3 separate regions of the Sus scrofa genome follow, and all the other regions are linked to region 1. A link is a contact called in public Hi-C and HiChIP or PLAC-seq data. All regions are on one chromosome and are shown on one strand. The core of a region is the stretch at or near the end of the contact, and the rest is flanking DNA. Distances in the headings are between cores, read along the strand shown. Region 1 holds the start of LOC100525876 (ATPase family AAA domain-containing protein 3). Region 2 holds the start of SLC35E2B (solute carrier family 35 member E2B). Region 3 holds the start of LOC110261347.

Evidence for each region. Hi-C and Micro-C count contacts between places; a contact is called where the count stands out from the background. HiChIP or PLAC-seq counts read pairs in DNA pulled down with a chosen protein or histone mark.
Region 2: a Hi-C map of liver shows a contact between it and region 1, with 2.5 times the contacts expected there. The contact joins the promoter of SLC35E2B here to the promoter of LOC100525876 in region 1. A contact is called at or near these places in 1 of 5 promoter capture datasets (fetal liver), 5 of 47 Hi-C or Micro-C datasets (heart right ventricle, liver, mesenteric adipose tissue and 2 more) and 1 of 2 datasets of contacts at active chromatin or transcription factors (alveolar macrophages).
Region 3: an H3K27ac HiChIP or PLAC-seq map of alveolar macrophages shows a contact between it and region 1. The contact joins the promoter of LOC110261347 here to the promoter of LOC100525876 in region 1. A contact is called at or near these places in 1 of 5 promoter capture datasets (liver) and 1 of 2 datasets of contacts at active chromatin or transcription factors (alveolar macrophages).

The regions. Positions count from the first base shown.
Region 1 is chr6:63,704,700-63,708,081 of Sscrofa11.1, reverse strand. LOC100525876 (ATPase family AAA domain-containing protein 3) reads right to left here and starts at 1,927. Exons shown (of 17, transcript XM_003127504.5): 1 at 1,730-1,927; 2 at 1,617-1,727. The coding sequence starts at 1,817.
Region 2 is chr6:63,840,314-63,843,690 of Sscrofa11.1, reverse strand. It overlaps SLC35E2B (solute carrier family 35 member E2B), which reads left to right and starts at 1,291. Exons shown (of 10, transcript XM_021097474.1): 1 at 1,291-2,141.
Region 3 is chr6:63,861,435-63,864,852 of Sscrofa11.1, reverse strand. It overlaps LOC110261347, which reads right to left and starts at 1,655. Exons shown (of 3, transcript XR_002345412.1): 1 at 1,459-1,655; 2 at 752-950. It overlaps NADK (NAD kinase), which reads left to right and starts at 716. Exons shown (of 12, transcript XM_021097484.1): 1 at 716-857; 2 at 1,050-1,105.

The DNA.
Region 1 (3,382 bases), core at 678-3,177:
CTCCCTGCTGGGAAAGCCGAACGTCAGGACGGACCTGCGTGCGGTGCTTCACTGTGGACAGGGTCGAGGCCCCACCAGTGCACTGCCCCGAGGCCACACATTTCCAGGCTGCTTCCCAGAGACCTGGGGAACCAGAGAGCATCCGGCTGGGCCGCAAGGGACAGAGACAGCAGTCAGGCTGTGAGGAGCAGCAAGGACATGTCTGGTTTGCGTGCAGACAGCCACGTGGAGAACAAGAGTGGGCTGGGGCCAACCAGGGGGGGCACTGCTGGTGGTGAGCAGCCCAGAAGACAGGCCTGCTAAGGGGCCAGAGGCACGCTGGGAAGGAGGGCTTGGGGACAGGAAGAGGCAGCTGACCGAGGCGAAACCTCTCCCCCCCGGGCCAGCAGAGAAGCCAGGGGGATGGCAAGAAAAAAAGTGAAGCAGAAGAGTTCCCGCCGTGGGTTAAGAATCTAACTGCGGACCAAGAGTCAGGATTTACCTTCCAAAAGGAGAAACACTTTGAAATTCTGGGCAGGGTGAATGGGCGAAGCTCCCACAGAAACCTAAGAAATTACATCCCGTAACAAAAGTGTCATCATCTGAGGTGTCCTGAAGCCCAGCCACTATCTCTCAATCCAACCTGACTGTTGAAATGACCTTGCAAACTTAACACACGTAGTCTGGGATGGGGCGTTTCCCAGTCAGGCCTAAGGAAATAGGCAGCCCTGGGCCCCAGGCCCGAATATCCAAATGCTCTGAATGTCCCTTCCAGGATCTGAGAGCCAGGCAGGCTGGAGACCTTTGCCCAGGAAATTCTGTGACCCCTGCAGAAGGGCGGGGACTGAGCCACAGAGTGCCAGGCCACATCCTCCTTCGACAGGAAGACTCCGCTTATACCTGCTTGCCACAAACTACTCTCTAAGATCTCCTTTGAGAAAAAGGCACCTCTATTTAAAGGTTTGAGAGCGAAGTATTTACTTGGCGCGTGCTGAGCATGTGTTCCAGACTCTCAAACGCACACGCTGCAATCTGGACACAAGTGGTTTAAAGCCACAGAGGAAGGAAGCTGGGAGGAAAGCACGTGGGCTTAGTGAAGGTGCCATCACCACTGATGCCTCAGGGCCCGGGTTAGGAAGGTCAGTCATCAGCTGGGCCAGGGCTGATCGGTGATCTGCTGCTTTGCAGACCTCACTTGAAAGCTAACGTTTCTCAACAGTAAGTGCAGATCTACTTTATTTTCCTTAAAACCAATTACCCTCAAACGCGCTCCCCTCTTCAGCAAAAAATTGCTAGCATCCACCACAAGAAAATCCCCAACCCAGCCAGCTCTGGCCATTCCACGTGGAGGGAGCAATAGGTGGTACCTAAAAACGAAGGTGCAGCCCCGCCAGCTGCTACCTGTACCCTTAGTCCCCTCGCCACCGGTTTCCCCCCTGAAAGACGTGTGGCAGCTGGGAAGGTGCCAAAGGGTCAGGGGATCCCGAACCTCCCTGCACGCAGAGTGGCTCCATTGGGTTTACCGCTGGAAGCCGATTTCCTCTCCCGACAAGAGCTCCATGGCTCAGACCACCGAGGGCCAGATGCCCCCGAACCCCCCAGGGGCCGCCCTGACCGAGCCCCCCAGCGGCACTCACGCGAGTGCTCCAGCTCGCGCGCCGCTTTGGCCGCGCGCTCCAGGCCCGTGGGGTCGAAGTTGCTCCATTTGTCCTTGGGCGCCGGCCGGTCCCCTGCGCCGCGGTCCCCCCGCCCTCCGCCCCGGGCTGCGCAGGCGGCAGCGGCAGCGGCGGCCCAGCGCCTTCGCCCTTGGGGCCCTTGATGCCGAAGAGCCACGACATGGCCAGTGAGCACCGGGCGCCGCAGGCTCAAGGATCCGAAGCCGAGTAGACACGAGTAGCGAAGTGCAGCCCCCACGCGCCGGGAGCCGGCGGCACTGACTCTGCGCAGGCGCGACAGCGGCCCCGCCTCCCGGGCGACGGGTGCGCGTGAGGGCCACGTCCCGAGCGCGGCACTTGGATTGGTCGCAGGCGAGTGACGTCACGGCGTCGCGGCCGCGATTGCAAGAGCTGGCTTAGGGGGCAGGTCCCCAGAGGGGCGGGGCGAGGTGACAGCGGCCGGTCAGGGACAAAATTGAAGGGCTGGGCGCGTGCGTGCCCTTGGATACGTCAGTTCCTCGTAGCCGTGACACTGATCCCGTTGCCATGGGCACCCATGGAGTTCCAGCCCCGGGTGAAACCGAGAGGCAGGTCTGGGAGCCGGGCGCTCTTGATGCGCGGGGTCCCGACCGAGGAAGCGGCCGCGGGAGGAAGAGCCTGAGGGATCGGTTGGAAAGGTCCCTGCCCGGGGAAGGAAGGCCGGGGGAGCGGGAGGCCAAGAGACCCTGCGGACGGCGGAGCGCGGGCTGGGCGTGTCCCGCGCAGGGCGGGCTGCCCCACAGGCCGGGCGGCGCGGGACAAGTGGAGCCTGGCGCGGTGCGGTGCCAACGCATCCATTCGGCTCTCACTGAGATGATACAAGGGCAGAAGCGCGGCCCTGGCCAGTCTCCTGCTAGGAGGATGAAGGGCCCTCCCAAGCCGCCAGCGTCTCAGCAAAACAGCGGTCCGCTGTTGTATGATCCTTTCTTTACTTAAAGTGGCTCACAAGGGAGCGGACAGGGATCTCCACCCAAAGTATGCGAAGGCAGAGCCCCCAAGGCCCCACAGAGGGCGCCCTCGCCAGAAGAGCGCTCCTCTGGGCGGAGGGGTCTTGGGTCTGGTCACTGATCCCTGAGCGTTTTCCTTGGGAACCTCTGAAGGCCACATGACAGCTTCTGGGACCAAGGTCCAGGCCAGACCGCTGGGGGAGAAGGAACAAGGATGGACAAGGCCAGGGCTGCTCCGGAACCCAGTGTCCAAAGTTAGCAGAATTCACTTCTTGGACCAAAATCCAAATTGCTCCTGAATTCTTTCCCTGATGGAATTTGTTGCGTTCCCAAAATTATACACAGTGAGTTTCTCCACTAGATTTAAATAACAAACAATTTTAAGCCTGAATAAAAAATGGGGGGGGGAGAGTTCCAGCTGTGTTGCAGTGGTCAAGGATTAAACTGCAACGGCTGGGATCATGGATTCTATCCCATGGCCAGTCCCATGGGTTAAAGTATCCGGCGTTGTAGGTCACAGCTGTGACTCAGATTCAATCCCTGGCCCAGGATCTTCCAAATGCTTTGGGTGTGGCCATTAAAAAAAAAAAAAAAAAAAGGAGTTCCCGTCATGGCTCAGGGGTTAACAAATCCGTTTAAGAGCCATGAGGTTTGGGGTTTGATCCCTGGCCTTGCTCAGTGGGTTAGGGATCTGGTGTTGCCGTGACCTGTGGTGTAGGTGGCACACACAACTTGGATCCCACATTGCTGTGGCTCTGGCAG
Region 2 (3,377 bases), core at 42-2,541, 140 kb before region 1:
GAGCACTGTCCTGTGTGCCGGGAGCCCAGCCCAGGACAGGAGGGGCCCAGGCTCCTCTGACATCATTTCAAAATTATTAAATGGCACTGTCCCAGATAAAATGTAAGAAAGATCTCAAAACAAATTTTTTTTTTGTCTTTTTGTCTTTTTCCAGGGCCACACCCACAGCATATGGAGCTTCCCAGGCTAGGGGTTGAGTCGGAGCTGTAGCCGACAGCCTACGCCAGAGCCACAGCAACGCAGGATCCAAGCTGTGTCTGCGATCTACAGCACAGCTCACAGCGACACTGGATCCTTAGCTCTTTAACCCACTGAGCAAGGCCAGGGATCCAACCTGCAACCTCATGGTTCCTAGTCAGAGTCGTTAACCACTGAGTCATGACGGGAACTCTGCAAAAAATTTTTGATACTTTCTGTAAGTTTGCTTTTGAAACTATTTGTTTCCAAGTAACTCACTGACCATCAACAATCCAGCACAGCTGGGCAGTCATCAAGCATCTCAGTTGGAGTTCCCTGGCACTGTCACCGCTGTGGTGCTGGTCACCATTGTGGTGTGGGGTTGGCCTGGGAACTTCGGAATGTCACAGGTGTGGCCCCTCAGAAAATCCCGTCATCTCAGGGTTTTGTGCAAAGTAGGAAAAGCCACCCCATAAACTTGTTGAGGGTCCTGCACACTCAATTTAGAGATGATGAAAATGGCACCATATAATGTTCAGAGGTAAGTACACATGAATTTCATTTTTTTGCTGTTTTTGTTTTTGTTTTGTCTTTTTCTAGGGCTGCATCCGTGGCATATGGAGGTTCCCAGGTTCACAGAAATGCCAGATCTGAGGCGCATCTGCAACCTACACCAGGGCTCATGGCAATGCCAGATCCTTAACCCACTGAGCGGGGCCAGGGATCGAACCCCCAACCTCATGGTTCCTAGTCAGATTCGTTGACCATTGAGCCACGACGGGAACTCCGATGCTTTCTTTTATTTTGCATTTTCAGGGCCAGGCCCTTGACCAGCCCCTGGGGCTCCCCTGATGCTCCTCCAGTTACAGTCTCTAAAGAATCTCACGGAAAGCCCTGCCTGTGGGTGCCTAGGGATGGGCAGATACCACCCTCCATTAACTGACCCTCTGGCCAGGACCTAAAGGAGAAATTTTATTCATTTGTTTTTGTGCGTGCCCACAGCATTTGGAAGTTCCCAGGCTAGGGATCGAAACCGCTCCAAAGCAGTGACCAGAGCCACTGCAGTGACAACCACAGGATCCTTAACCCGCTGTGCCACAGGGAATTCTGAAACTTTATTAATTTTAAAACAATATGGAAAAAATGCAAAAGTTTGGCCAAAAAGCAGTCGTTAAGAAGAGCCCATTAGCTGTACCCTTGCTCCTAAAACTTAAGTTAAAAAGTAAGCAGGGGAGGAAAACCGGACAAGAGAGACTAGGCCAGCAGCAGGAGCAACCGGCCAGGCGGAGCCTGGCACCCAAGCGGGCCTAGGCCACGCCCCTGGGCGGGGCTACCCACCGCTCCTCCAATCACCGCAGCGCCAGGGGGCGTGGCCTCGGGATCCAGCAGCTCCCAGAGCTCCTGCGCTGGTCGCCTCAGCCCATCTCTCCTTCCCTAAAGTAGGTGTGTTGCGGCTGGAGTTTCGTCCCTTGAAACCCAAACCCGGAGAGCGGCCCCTAGGGGCTTGTAGGTCTTCGCCTCCACGGACTGGCCGCCTCTCCAGGGCCGCGGTGGTCCGGCCCCGAGGGGGCCAAGGGGGCAAATGCCGAGCGCGCTGTTGCCCAGCAGCACCTTCCCCTCCTGAGCCCCGGTCGTACAGCCTGGAGGGTGACAAGGGAAGTACAGAGCGGGGAACTGCCCAGCAGCGCGTCTCCGGCCCCGGCTACACAGCAGCGGCGACGAAGGCGGGACACTCGCAGCGAGCGGCAGCGAGTCCCTCCGGACTGCGAGGAGCGGCCGCGGGCTTCCGATACGTCACTTCCGGATCCCGGCTTCCGTGTCGACAGCCTCACTTCCGTTCCGGCTCGCCCCGCCCCCGGCCCCGCCCCGCCGCCCGGAGGGACCCGCGGGTCCGCTCGGGGCCCGCCCACCTCACCTGGGCCGGGTCTGCTGCCGTTCGCTCCCGGAGCCACCGTCGCCGGGAGGTGGGCGGGGCCCTGTGTGTGGGCGGGGCGGCGGGGCGGCGGGGCGGCGGGGCGGCGGGGCGGCGGGGCGGCGGGGCGGCGGGGCGGCGGGGCGGCGGGGCGGCGGGGCGGCGGGGCGGCGGGGCGGCGGGGCGGCGGGGCGGCGGGGCGGCGGGGCGGCGGGGCGGCGTCCCGAGGCTACGTGGTCCGCGCGCCGTCTGGCCGCGGGCTTCCTTGGTGGGTGACGTCCTGAATAAAGCTGGCCGGGCGGGTTGCCTCCGGGGGTCGCCCCTCTCTCCGGCCTCCTCCCTCCCCCGGCCTGCGGACCCCCTTGCGGGCGCGGCCATTGGGCACCCCAGAGCCTCGGCCCGCGCGTGGCCCAGTCGTCCGGGGCCGTCCATCCTCCCGAGGCCCGGCAACCGCAGGGTGACTGTCCCTCGCGTCCACCACGTGAAGCCCCCAGGCCGCCTCTCAGGGTGGATGGCGCGGCCGCGGGGCGCTGTCTCGCTCGACACAAGGCCCCCGGGGCGGGCCCCGCGTTCCTGCCCCGCGTCCGCTCAGCTCCTGAAGCGGAGCTGGGGCTGGGGGTCTCCGGGTCCGGTGGAGGCCCAGGAGGGGCGGGGGCTGGGCGTCCTCGGGCAGGGCTGGGGGCTCGGCGCCCTGCACGCTGGGAGGGATCAGAGGCCGGGCAGGGACACTGCGTCCGGGGTCTTTGCGTTTTCTACCGTCGACCGTGGCGCCCCCCGAGGTGGGATAAACCGTCCCCTCCAGAGCTAAAGGGGGCGATCGCCTTCCAATTCGTTGCAGTTGGTATTTTTCTGCCCCAAATCATAGAAGATTGGAAATTATATGTATAATGGCAGACTCCTGCAGGGCGCTGATTCTAGCTAGCTGTCATTTGCAAATTGGCTTGGGAAACCAGAGCTATGCCTTCATTCTAGTCCTCAGGTGATTTTTCTGTACCCGGTTTTGGAGGCCTGTGGAGGTCCAGGCAGTTCCCCCTGTGTTCATGTTCCGAAGCCTTGCTTACCCACCACTGCTGTAAAAGAAAGAAAACAACTCTCTTTAGAGGCAGATTTTGTGTTCAGTGGCTTAAAGTTTTTTTTGTGTTTTAATATGTCCTTTAACAAAAACCTTTCAACTTGCAAGTAGCGTTTTAAAGTAGAATGAAACTGTATTAATCAGCATGAAAAGGAGCATTAAGAAAGGGAATTGGAAAGTTTTTACATCAAAGAAATCTGTTTTTTTTGAAAAAAT
Region 3 (3,418 bases), core at 406-2,905, 160 kb before region 1:
CCCCGAGTCCCTCTGTGGCAGATCCCCTATCCTCTGCCCCGCCTGCACTGGCCTAACCACATGCAGCCCTACCCTCAAGCCGGCCGCTGGCCCCGCTGCTGGCCTTTCCCTCTCCCCACTCAGCCCGGCTCTTTCCAGCCCTGCCCTGGCGTCACCCCAAGCAAAACCTACTCTAGGAAGCTTCTGGAGGCCCTAAAGCGCCCCTCCCAGCACTGGCCTTCCTGATTGCAGGGTGTGAGCTGGCAGCTTGGAATCCCTGGGTGGGACCCAGGGCCTGCTGGGAGAAATTGCACAATTACACTCAGCTGAAGGAAGCCCGCACGCAGCCCCTGTTTTCTTACTTCTGAAATGGGGAAGCACTGTGGCCTGAAGCCTATGGCCAAGGCCCAGGCGGCACATTTCCGTGAGTAAGACGAGTAAGACGCACCTGTACAAGCTCCCTTTAGGGAGGGGTACACAGGATGCATGCCTGCTGTGTGCCGTGGCTGGCGACAAGGCTGGAACTCCTGCCTTGCAGCCTTCTGTGCAAAGTGCCCCCCCTGCTCTAGAAGGTTCCCAGGAGGCCTAGCCTAGCATTAGTATTGTTGACAATCATACTCCAACCCACAGCTCAAAAGGCTTTGCTTTTCTCAGGGTGTGGCTAATGGTCACTTTGGGGAAGTGGTTGAGTTTACAAAAGAGCCCGATGGGGAAGTTACAGAACTTGAGAAACCCCCTCCAGTTCCCGCCATCTGCCTCCCTCTCCACTCACCCTCGGTGACCCCACTGACCAGGGGTCCTAGGACAGCAGTGAGAGGTGTGTTCCAGGTCTCCAGACACAGGCCCAGGAGTCCTGGCTAGAGAAGACTCGCCCTCAGGTATGGGGGCGGGAAGGTAGAAGCCAGGCTGCTCAGAGGACTCTAGTCCACACATGGCCTCGGTCAGGTGCTTCTTGTCCCGGGAGCAGGGCTCTAGGAAGGAATAACGGCAGGCCCTGAGAGCCAGGCGATTACAAAGCCTGGTGCCTGGCCAGCCTCATCTACAGTGACCCTGCATCTGCTTGTTCCCAGACACGTCCCCGGAGAGAGGCACACAGCTGGGATCCCTGACGTCCGGCACCCAGGTGGTGGGTAACCAGTCAGTTTGGCGAGCCTTGGGGGAAAGGGCTTGGGGGCGAGGGGTGTGCAACGTCACCTTGGTCCCCCTCCTCTCTAGGTCCTCCAGTACGGGGCTCGCGGGTTAGGGAGAACAGTGTCAGCAGGTCCCTTGAGACCCCAGGCCCAGGTCTAGGTGTGCAGGGACCCGCCAAGCCGCTCAGGGTGGGCAAGCGCGGGCGGCCCAGGGGCACAGCTCTGTTGCTGCTGCGCATACCGACTTCTGCTTCCCAAAACACACTCCTGTTAAGCAGAGCCACGCCCTGGCAGTTACAGGGTCTGTGGCGGGTGGTGTCGCCACTCGCGGGGCCTGCAGTCAGCTCACCAGGCCCGCGGGGCAGAGAAGCGGGGGGCCGAATGGGGGGCGGGGCATGAGGCCCGAGAACGCGCTTCCGACGCGGCGCGGGGAGTGGGCACCAGGGTCCTCCCGGGGCTGCTGCGGAGGTGTTGGCAGCCGGGGTCCCGCCCCCAGGCCCGGGCGGACGCCCGTGCGGGCGGCCGCGGCGCGCGCGGGGCGGGGCGGGGCGCGTGCGTAGACGCGGGGGGCGGGGCGGTCTCCTACGCAGGCGCGCGGGTCCGCGCGGGGGTCAGCCGGGGCGCGCGTGCGCACTGGCGGCGCGGCGGCATCGCTACTCCGCGGGCCGGCGCCGCGGGCCGGGCGGCCGTGGGGCGGGGGGCGGCCATGGGGCGGGAGTCGGCCGCGGCGCCGGGAGCCGGCTAGCGACGGCGAGCGGCGGCGGGGCTGCGGAACCCGCGGGCGCGTCCCAGCGAGACGACGGCCCCGCAGGCGCCCGGGGAAGCGAACGGTGAGCGCGCGTCCCCTCGGCCCAGCCCGCCGCCCAGGGTCATGGGAGCGGGTGCTGGGGTCGCAGGGCCAAGGCGTCCCTGCCCACCGCACGGGTGTGGAGCTGGGAGGCGCTGGCCGGCCGCCCCTGCCTCAGGCTCGGCGCAGGTGTCGGGGCGGCCGGACGGAGTCCGCGCTGTGGGGACAGCTTGGAGGGTCCGGTCCTCAGGCGAGGCGGTCACTTAGGGGGTCACGTCGCGGTATGACTCCTGGGAAGGCGCGTCTGAGCTCGCTGCCCAGCGCCTCCCCGACGACCCGGCGGCTGGCCCGCTGGGTCCTGGCTGAGACCCTGTTCCCTTTGCCTTCCTGTCCGGCGCGCCGCGGTCCACGTGCGGGAGCGCCTCGCCCTGCTGGGTGCGCCCCACTCCGGCCTCCCCCCCCGAGCCTCCCGGCCGTGACCTCTGCTCTTGCCGCAGGGACTTGAGGGCAGGGACATGGGGGCGGGCAGCTCCGGGCGGCACGGACACGAGCTCCCCAGAAGAGGCCCCGGTGCTCTGGTCTCCGCTGAACTTGTGAGTGGGCTTGGTCCCGGTGCTTAACTCGCTCACCGCCTCGAGGGTTTTCGGGGAGGTGCCAGGAGCAAGCGGTGCCCCAGTAAGAAAGACGGGAACCCCGCGAAGGTCTGTTTAAGCTGCAGAATCAAGAGGCAGGTGGTTCTTCCCGCGGGTTGGTGCCCTCGCACCTTCTTGGCCTCAAGTCGGGGCTTCTCTCTGGACGCGGATGTTCCAGCGTCGGAGGGGGCATTGGCGGGGTTGGGGGGCGCTCTTCTGCCTGCAGGGTCTCCCTGAAGGCTTGCCCTCCCCTGCTGACCGGCACTGGCCCTCAAGGGGGTCGGGGGTGACTCCGGGATTCCTTTCTCTGGCTCACGCTCTGCTGTGTCTCCCAGACCCGCAGTTTCCCGGCCCGGGTACAGGCAGATAGGTGTTCAGACAGTTGGAGAGAAGCTGGGTGAGGGCGGCCTGGAGGGATGCGAAGCTCTGCCGCAGGTGGCATGGTACCCGCTTCCTTCCGAGCTAAGCAGCCACCCCTGTCCACCCGCCCCAGGTCTCTTATTTTGCTCCTTTGTGTGGCCCCCGTAGGCTGGCTCTTCGGTCACCTTTTGTGCCGAGCTTTCCAAAAGGCCTTTCTGGGTTCAGACCCCCTGGGTGACTGCCCAGTTTGATCAAGTCCTTGCCAGCACTTTGCTTTTTAGGGCTGCACCCACAGCATATGGAGGTTCCCAGGCGAGGGGCCCAATCCGAGCTGCAGCTGCTGGCCTTCACCACAGCCACAGCAATGCCAGAGCCGAGCCATGTCTTCGACCTATGGTAACACCGAATCCTTAACCCACTGAGTGAGGCCAGGGATCAAATCCACAACCTCATGTTTCCTCGTCGGATTCCTTTCCACTGCGCCACGATGGGAACTCCTCTGATGGAGAAGTTTTTAAATACTAGATTTG